Regions from separate parts of the Mus musculus genome. Here region 1 is linked to region 2. Evidence: chromatin contacts called from public Hi-C data. All regions are on one chromosome and are shown on one strand. Each heading gives the region's core, a stretch centred on a gene start, on an enhancer-like site or on the middle of the called end of the contact. The rest is flanking DNA. Distances are from core to core; before and after follow the strand shown. Region 1 has its middle 66 kb from the start of 4930449C09Rik. Region 2 has its middle 20 kb from the start of Gm25702.

The links. A called contact is a pair of places that touch in the nucleus more often than the background predicts.
Region 1: a Hi-C map of bone marrow-derived macrophages shows a contact between it and region 2, with 5 times the contacts expected there. The contact joins two enhancer-like sites. A contact is called at or near these places in 10 of 484 Hi-C or Micro-C datasets (the Ba/F3 cell line, ECoMG myeloid progenitors, the G1E-ER4 cell line and 6 more) and 1 of 115 datasets of contacts at active chromatin or transcription factors (the HPC-7 cell line).

The regions. Positions count from the first base shown.
Region 1 is chr15:63,650,404-63,654,374 of GRCm38.p6, forward strand. No RefSeq gene overlaps it. Among named protein-coding and RNA genes, the nearest start is that of 4930449C09Rik, 66 kb to the right of the region's middle. Within about 2 kb of position 2,343, at least 38 of the 459 cell types and tissues checked have an H3K27ac peak or open chromatin away from gene starts, as enhancers often do. A contact at or near this core is called in the Ba/F3 cell line, the G1E-ER4 cell line and bone marrow-derived macrophages, where this site is marked.
Region 2 is chr15:63,499,061-63,502,863 of GRCm38.p6, forward strand. No RefSeq gene overlaps it. Among named protein-coding and RNA genes, the nearest start is that of Gm25702, 20 kb to the left of the region's middle. Within about 2 kb of position 1,586, at least 12 of the 459 cell types and tissues checked have an H3K27ac peak or open chromatin away from gene starts, as enhancers often do. A contact at or near this core is called in the Ba/F3 cell line, the G1E-ER4 cell line and bone marrow-derived macrophages, where this site is marked.

The sequences.
Region 1 (3,971 bases), core at 1,093-3,592, 150 kb after region 2:
ACTCAGATATCAAACTAGAGTGAGAGCAATAGATGGATCTAACATCTATTAGAAAGGACTGTCTTTGGGACAAGGGAGTAGCATCCTCTATCCCGGATCCACTTGTCCTTATAGGATGCATGAACACCCAGGATGTTCAGTCATTTGCACATCCCCACCCTCCTCAGCAGGGTTCCCGATCTCAGTACATAATAAGTACCTTTCCCAGGGGCAGCTCCAATACTAGACTTTGCAATGATCGGAGGTGAATAGAGCTCCCTGGACCCAGAAGGAAGGAAGGGGGCAATTTATTAGATCACACTGCTTTTGTCTTCGTTTGTTCATCCGTGCATTCATTCACAGAGAAGGACAGAGCTTGGCATCTGTGAGGCTAAGTGTTTAGAAGATCTAAATGCAACTTACCTACCTGCCATGCCCAGAGGGAGCTCACAAAATCAAATCCTGATCATGTTGAGGGAAGCATGTGTGGTGAGGAGGTGCGTTTTCTGAGCCTCGGTTTCCTTGTTTGCAACAAAAGGACATAGTACTTACGTGTTGTCTGGTACACTGCACAAATGTGAAAAATGCTACTAGTCCATAAGGCTAAAGAGCATAATTTTAAGGCCTGGCTACCAGCTCCTATCATGTGTGCTCAAGGATGTGAACTCTTATAAAGAGGATTTTTTTTCTGGGAGAAATATGAAAGAAGGAATTGGTTTTCCTTGCCATGTACAACTGAGAACAAAAGTGGGAGGAAGGGAAGAAACAGGCGCACTTGCTGGGCTGTTCACCATCATCAATGCATATAAGAAACATCAAGGTGAGAACAAACAAGGTACTGCTGTGTGACGGGAGGCAGAAGTCAGCCACGGGAAGAGTCTGCCAATAGGGCTACGCATTAGCTACAAAGGGAAATTCAGAGCCTTGGCAGCAGAGAAGCCTGGCAGAAAGGACCTTAGGCAAATAGCTCACATCACCAGTAATGAGGGAAGCTGGCATTATGTGTATCCACCATAGTGCTTGAAAAGACACAGTAGCCCTTCCACGATGCTGGGGCTAGAAATGCGGGAGTTGAATCTGATCACAAGGCATCGTGGGGAAAACTGGCTTGAGGAAGAGTCTACAACATACCTCAATCTGTGTCCTTCCAAGGTAGTATTGTCGCAAAAGACAGGAAGCTTTTCTGAGCTTAAGGAGGCTAACGAAACTCAAGTTTAATGTGGGACTCAGCTCCTCATTTTGGCATGATTTGTGATTGGGACATTAGTAAAACTCACATGAAATTCACAGATTAAAGGAACAACTTACCTCGCTTTAATGGCTTAATTGGTTGCAATCCAAGAATTGAATGAATATATATATATATATATATATATATATATGTGTGTGTGTGTGTGTGTGTGTGTGTATATACATATATATACATGTGTATATATATATATATATATATATATATATATGTATGTATATACACACACACTTTTGGCACTATGTCTAAAATATATTTTATATATGATATATACATATATGCCATATATAGACACATATGTATATGATACACATTTTTAAAAAACTTGGTCAGTTGCATTGGGAAAATTACTTATACTGTCCTCTTGGTTTTATATTGTCAGTATCAACAAAAGGGGTATGGTGTAGAAACCCCTAACCCCCACTCTGACACACACACACACATCAAAGACCAGCACAAAGCATACCAGAGTGTGAGGCCTGAGCTGAGTTTCTGTAAACCCATATATGCCATATGTGTCTCACACCTTTCTCATTTATCTTCAAGGCTTCCAGTGTCCATGATAAGATGGCAATGATGCAACATGGACTCATTTACTCATTGATGCCGTCCCATAACGACCCATCCACACTAGCTAGGGCTTTTAAGATGTACCCCCTAGGACCCACATTCCACATCTCATCTTCATTCCTGACAGTACAGCAGAATATCCCCGCTACTGCTACACACCATGCTACCACAGGTCGATCATGAACAAGCCAGAAGACAGTTTGGCCCCTCGAACTATCAAACTCTTTGTTGACCTGGACTCTTCTTGTGAAATTTAGGTCACAGGGTCAGCACCTATCTGTCCTACATGCCAGACCAGGGACCCAGATTGTCTGTGGCACCTACACAAAGCACAGATAAAAACAAAATCAATCTAGATCAGACTGCTGCCATTTTGGAAATTCATGGGCTGGACCATCCCAGTGAACGGACACAATGTTGTCCTCCACACCCAAATGGACCCAAGAACTAAATTAGAAAATGGAGACAAAAAGTTGTTTCCTCCTCTTAGCCGATTAGGACAATCTAAGGAAAGTGCAAGAGCGCCCCCTGCTGCCAGTATTTGGAATTGTTTGATTCACCCTGAACATAGTTCAGCTTCAAGATGTGCAGCCTGGAGGCTTGAAATCAAGCCTCCTGCTCCCAGTGCGCACATTTTTCAAACACTACGCACACAGCTGCCCTTAAGCCAGTACTTAAGACTTCACCTGCATTATCTCGCTTCATCCCTTGAACAGTCTCAGGGCCTGGCAGAACAGCTACCATTGTGGCCTCTAACAGACAATTTAAAACCAGCCATGTAAGATGGTGTATAAAGTTGCTTACTCAAGGTCAGAGAGACTCTTTTTTTTTTTAAAGTAGCTCCATCTTTAAAATATGACATTCCTCCAAAGGATCTCTTCTAAATCCCCTTGCATACATAACAACCTAAGCTATATGCTGTATCTCCTAGGTGCACAGGACTGGGGAGTGAGAATGGGGTTCAAAAGCAATCCAATGATGTGTGCCTTTGTAAATCTATACATTCGTTAATGCTGTTATTTTCTCCCATGAATTAACAATTTTTACTCTTCTCTTGCTAACATGTACCAGGATAGAAATGAGTATGGTATATGTGTGTCTTTGTAAATCTATACATTCATTAATGCTGTTATTTTCTCCATGAATTAACAATTTTTACTCTTCTCTTGCTAACATGTACCAGGATAGAAATGAGTATGGTATATGTGTGTCTTTGTAAATCTATACATTCATTAATGTTGTTATTTTCTCCATGAATTAACAATTTTTACTCTTCTCTTGCTAACATGTACCAGGATAGAAATGAGTATGGTATATGTGTGTCTTTGTAAATCTATACATTCATTAATGCTGTTATTTTCTCCCATGAATTAACAATTTTTACTCTTCTCTTGCTAACATGTGCCAGGATAGAAATGAGTATGGTATCCGAATAAAAACTTCTGGATTACAAAGCGCATAGATCCTACTCCAAGGGGTTAAGGTTCTCAAGTGGGAAACAGAGAAATCCAGTGTGATAAAAGAGCTTCTCTTCAGGGACCAGTGGCTATGAAGAGTAAGATAAAAAGTCCTATAAGCGTTTGTACCAACTGAACGATCGTTTCCTCAGAGAAACTATAAAGCTATCCTCAGCCTTCCTCGTAATGTTGACATACAAGAGTGTGTTTCTCTGTTGAATATACAATGAAATACTGTTTGTTCAAATTTGTGTTCTTTCCGCTGGACCCTCAAATGGCAATTGAGAAATGGAGACAGATTTTGTTTTCCCAAGGTGGCCTGGTACAACTCCCAAAATGGAACTTTGTGTCGTTAGAACAGTTGAGAGGATCGTAGAAAGATGGACCCAAATATCAGCCAGAGAATTAGACCAGAAAATGGAACCAAAGTACCTGTCAGTCCAAGGATGTAGTGGCACTACGTGTACACCAACTGGGAATGTTGTGGTCCCAGGGGAATTAATATGAGAACCTATGATTACACACACGTGGCTCTTCTCAAGGGGGGTCTGGGATTGGTGGGAAACAATGGGTTTTCATGTCTAATAGTCTGAGTCCACAGTGGGAGACAGCTATTTCCCTAATCTTCCTGAGGTCATCTTTCTGCCTAAGGGTCATCTTTCCAGGTCAGATGATAGCTAAACTTGCCATCCCTTCAACATCAAGAACATAGAGTT
Region 2 (3,803 bases), core at 336-2,835:
TGACAAAATTATACAAAGCCATAACAGAGAGGGGAACACCAAGTAAAGGTGTCTCATCTCTTGCCAAAGTTGTTTTGCATGTGGAACACTTTTTTAGACATGCAGACTTTCCAAATTGTTGGACTATTTATCTCCAAATTCTTAAAGCCTTAGGAGAAATGCTATCTCCCCCCACCCCATTCCAAGTTCCAAATGGACTCAAGCTGGACTTCACAACCTTCCCACAGTTACACTAATTCGGTGCTACTCTGCCCAACTGCTTATCTCTGATAAGGACATCATTGGCAGAAGAACAAAATGCAAAGCTCAAAGGAAAAGGGGCAAGATTAGCACTATTGGCCTAGATCACAACTATGTTCGTATAACCAGAAACCTTCAAAATATCCACTAAAGTGTTCTACTGTCAAAATAAGAGGCTCCAGTGAGATTGAAGATTTTCCTACATCCCAAGAGCAACCAGACATAGTATAAGATGCAGTTATCTACAATATAGTAGCAAAAACTCCACAAGAATTGTCAGATAGATTTACATTCTGATACTGCTGATGGTAGCAATGAAGTCAGTGATATTGAATAAACAGGCTCTAGGGCAGGGGAAAGCACTTTGCCCCTTAGAACTCTAAGCATGTCAAACAGATATGTAAATGAAGTGTTGTCTTAAATAAATTACGTTTTTTAAAAGTAGTTGTTACATCTGGGAGTATACAGAGATAGTTCAAAATGCAAAGAAGCCATTTAAGCCTTCAATGGGAAATAAATATAACTCCTTTTCAGGGCCAGGACTTGTGGAATACAAATGATGGCATGTCATGTGACAATAAAGACCCCAGTGTGTGCAAAGAAATATAGGCATATTGAATACAGCATGGTCTATGGTGACAAGAAACAAACAAAAGAAAATTTTCTTTTCCCTCTCCAACAGTAAGGCAGTGGTTAAATGAATTGTAATGCATAAATGCAATGGTGTCCTCTGTGATCATGTAACACATCGTTGATCTTTGTCTTAATATAAAAGAAAGCATTAATAAGTGTAATGTTTTATCTTATTTACTTATTTATACATGTGACAGTTTGAGTTTCTGAGCAATACACACAACGATAATAGAAATACTCATCAATCATCCACATATCTATCTATCATCTCTCTCCCTTCTATTTCTCTCTTTGTTCTCTCTGCTGCATCCTCAACTGAACAATGCCTGGGATGCAGTCAGTACAGAGTAAGTGTATCTTCAGTGAATGAATCAATTTAGAGTGCTACCTTCCTGTGTCCAGTGTGTAGTAAATTCTTAATGTTACACGTGACTATATGGCGATGGCAAGAGAAAGAGGAAAAGCCTTCCAAGGAGAAGAGATAGATCGTGCAGCCTGTGCTGTCACAATCTGCCACAAAAGCAAAGAATCACTGCTTTCCAAACCTACTGCTGAAATGCTTCAGGGTCCCAGTTGAACTTCCCCACTCTAATGCTCTTTCCTAGAATATGGCTCTATTAAAAGATTTAGCGACTCAGCAGCACAGAGGATACTCAATTTCCTCCCTGGGTCCTATTCTTGAAAGGTCAGGCCCCACTGACTTCCCATTTCCCATCCATTGTCACAGTTCATTGTTCTTCCCCCATCACAAGGAGTAAGCAGCACAATTACATCACTGGTCTCCTACCCCTTCAACCAGCTTTTCAACAGAGAAAGATCAGCCTCTCTTCTCATGTGTGACTCTGTGCCTGGTGCACAGAAATTGCTCTGGATTTTCTGTAGAATGTCTGTTTCTTTGTTTATAGATAAATGGTAGGTTTATCTAAAGCTACAGATTCCTCACAACATCCTTGTAAAATGGAAAGTAAAGATAGTGAGCCGGACTTGTGCCTGCCTGCAGCCCTGGAGGACAAAGAGCTTAGAGCAAGACAGACCAGGACTTGAATCCCAGCCATTCTAACTCCAAAGTACAGTCTTTAAACTTGAGCCCGACTTTATTCTAGGCTTTCAGTCTCAGCGCCGTTCTTCTCCTATCATTGATGGTAGCATTGCAGATCTCTGTCCTGGAGACAGCAGGGAGGGAATGTAAGACTTGGTGGACATGAGTTTTCACATGTGACAAGGGACCATCTCAACTGCCTTATTAGAATAGACTTCCGCAGACTTATCCCTGGGAACCTATGTAAAAGAGAAACATCTAGGTAAACCTTGTGTGTTCAAACCACAATGTGATAAGAAAAGTCCCTTTATTCCCCTTCTGAGGTAGAATAGCAAGGCTGATTAATGAAGTAGCAGAAGCAAGAGTGAAACATGACCCAGGGAAGAAACTGACTGACCACAGTGAGGTCCTCAGTGCTTTGAAACTTCAGCTAGCCTCTGGAAATCAAAACTTAGTGCATTAATGTTGTTTCCTTCTAGTTGTGATCTCCTGTAAGTTTTAAATTATCTTAGACTTTCTAAGTCTAAACTATATTCTGTGTGTGGGTGGGGGGGGGGTTAAGTTATCACAACTAACAACATCTCCATGGGTTCATATATTAAAAAGCAGCTTAGAGTCAATCAAGTAAACCCATAAAGCCTTGGTAGCTAAATAAATATAAATTTCAAATCCATGAAATGTTTGTATAAGTTCTCACCCAAACATCCAGAGACTAAGCCACCAATCAAAGAGCGTACATAGGCTGGTCTACGATCCATAGTACATATATAGCAGAGGACTGCCTTGTCTGGCCTCAGTGGGAGAGGATGTAACTAACCATGTAGAGAATTGATGTTCCAAGGAAAGGGGATGAGGGAAGCCAGGTGAGGGGTGAAGTAGGCAACACCCTCTCAGAGGCAAAGGGGAGGGGTGCTGGGGTGAAGAACTCTTGGAGGGGGATGTGGGAAGGGGGGCAACATTTGGTATGTAAATAAAACAATGAAAATAAAAAATAAAAGACAATGAAAAGTACACTCTCCCTTTTGTCAGAGGGATACAAGTTAAAATTAAAGTAACATTGCTTTGTCCAGTTAGATTAGTTTAAAAGCAGTGTAAAAGCCACACTACTTTTCAGAGCATAGAATTCATAAAATGGCATTTCCTGGGCGCTATGTCTTAAGAGCTACCATAAATGCTCTGCATATGTTTTCATAGTGTAATAGTCTCACAGCCTGTGATATTGTTGGTATCAGGATCTCAGAAACCCGAGATATCACGTAGGTGGGACCAGTACACCTGTTGCCAAGGCAACAGCCATCCTATTCCCAGAATCCATTTGGCTCACCTCCCAGATTTACCTGTGATTATGTCATCATCCACATATAAAGAAAGGCCCCCTGATCTCTATCTCTATCCCTCTCCCTCTCCTTCTCTCCCTCTCCTTCCCCCTCCCCCTCTCCCTCTCTCCCTCTCCCTCCCCTTCCCCTTCCCCTTCTCCCTCCCTTCCTCCATCCCTCTTTCCCCCTTCTCTTTACACTGTCATCTTGACAATAAATCTCATGTGGAACTGTGTGGCCTTATGTGGTCCCTCTGAAGCTGTGCAATGGTCAAGATCATAAAAGATATAGCTATGGTTTTCAAGGCTGGCTATAAGATGAAAAAAAAATTACCTAAGGGTTGAGGGCTGAGTTTTAAAATACAAGTGACCTTTGGCCCAAATTTAATGTTTATATAGCTCATACATAAGCTATAGAAAAAACTATTTACATCAAAATGCCCTCTAGTTAGCAGTTTATAATACTAAATGTTGTAAATAAAGTATTCCAAACAATTTTTAAATGGCTAATATTTATTCAACAAATTTTTATGAAAATTTTAAAACAGTTAAGAAACAATTTTAATAACACAACAA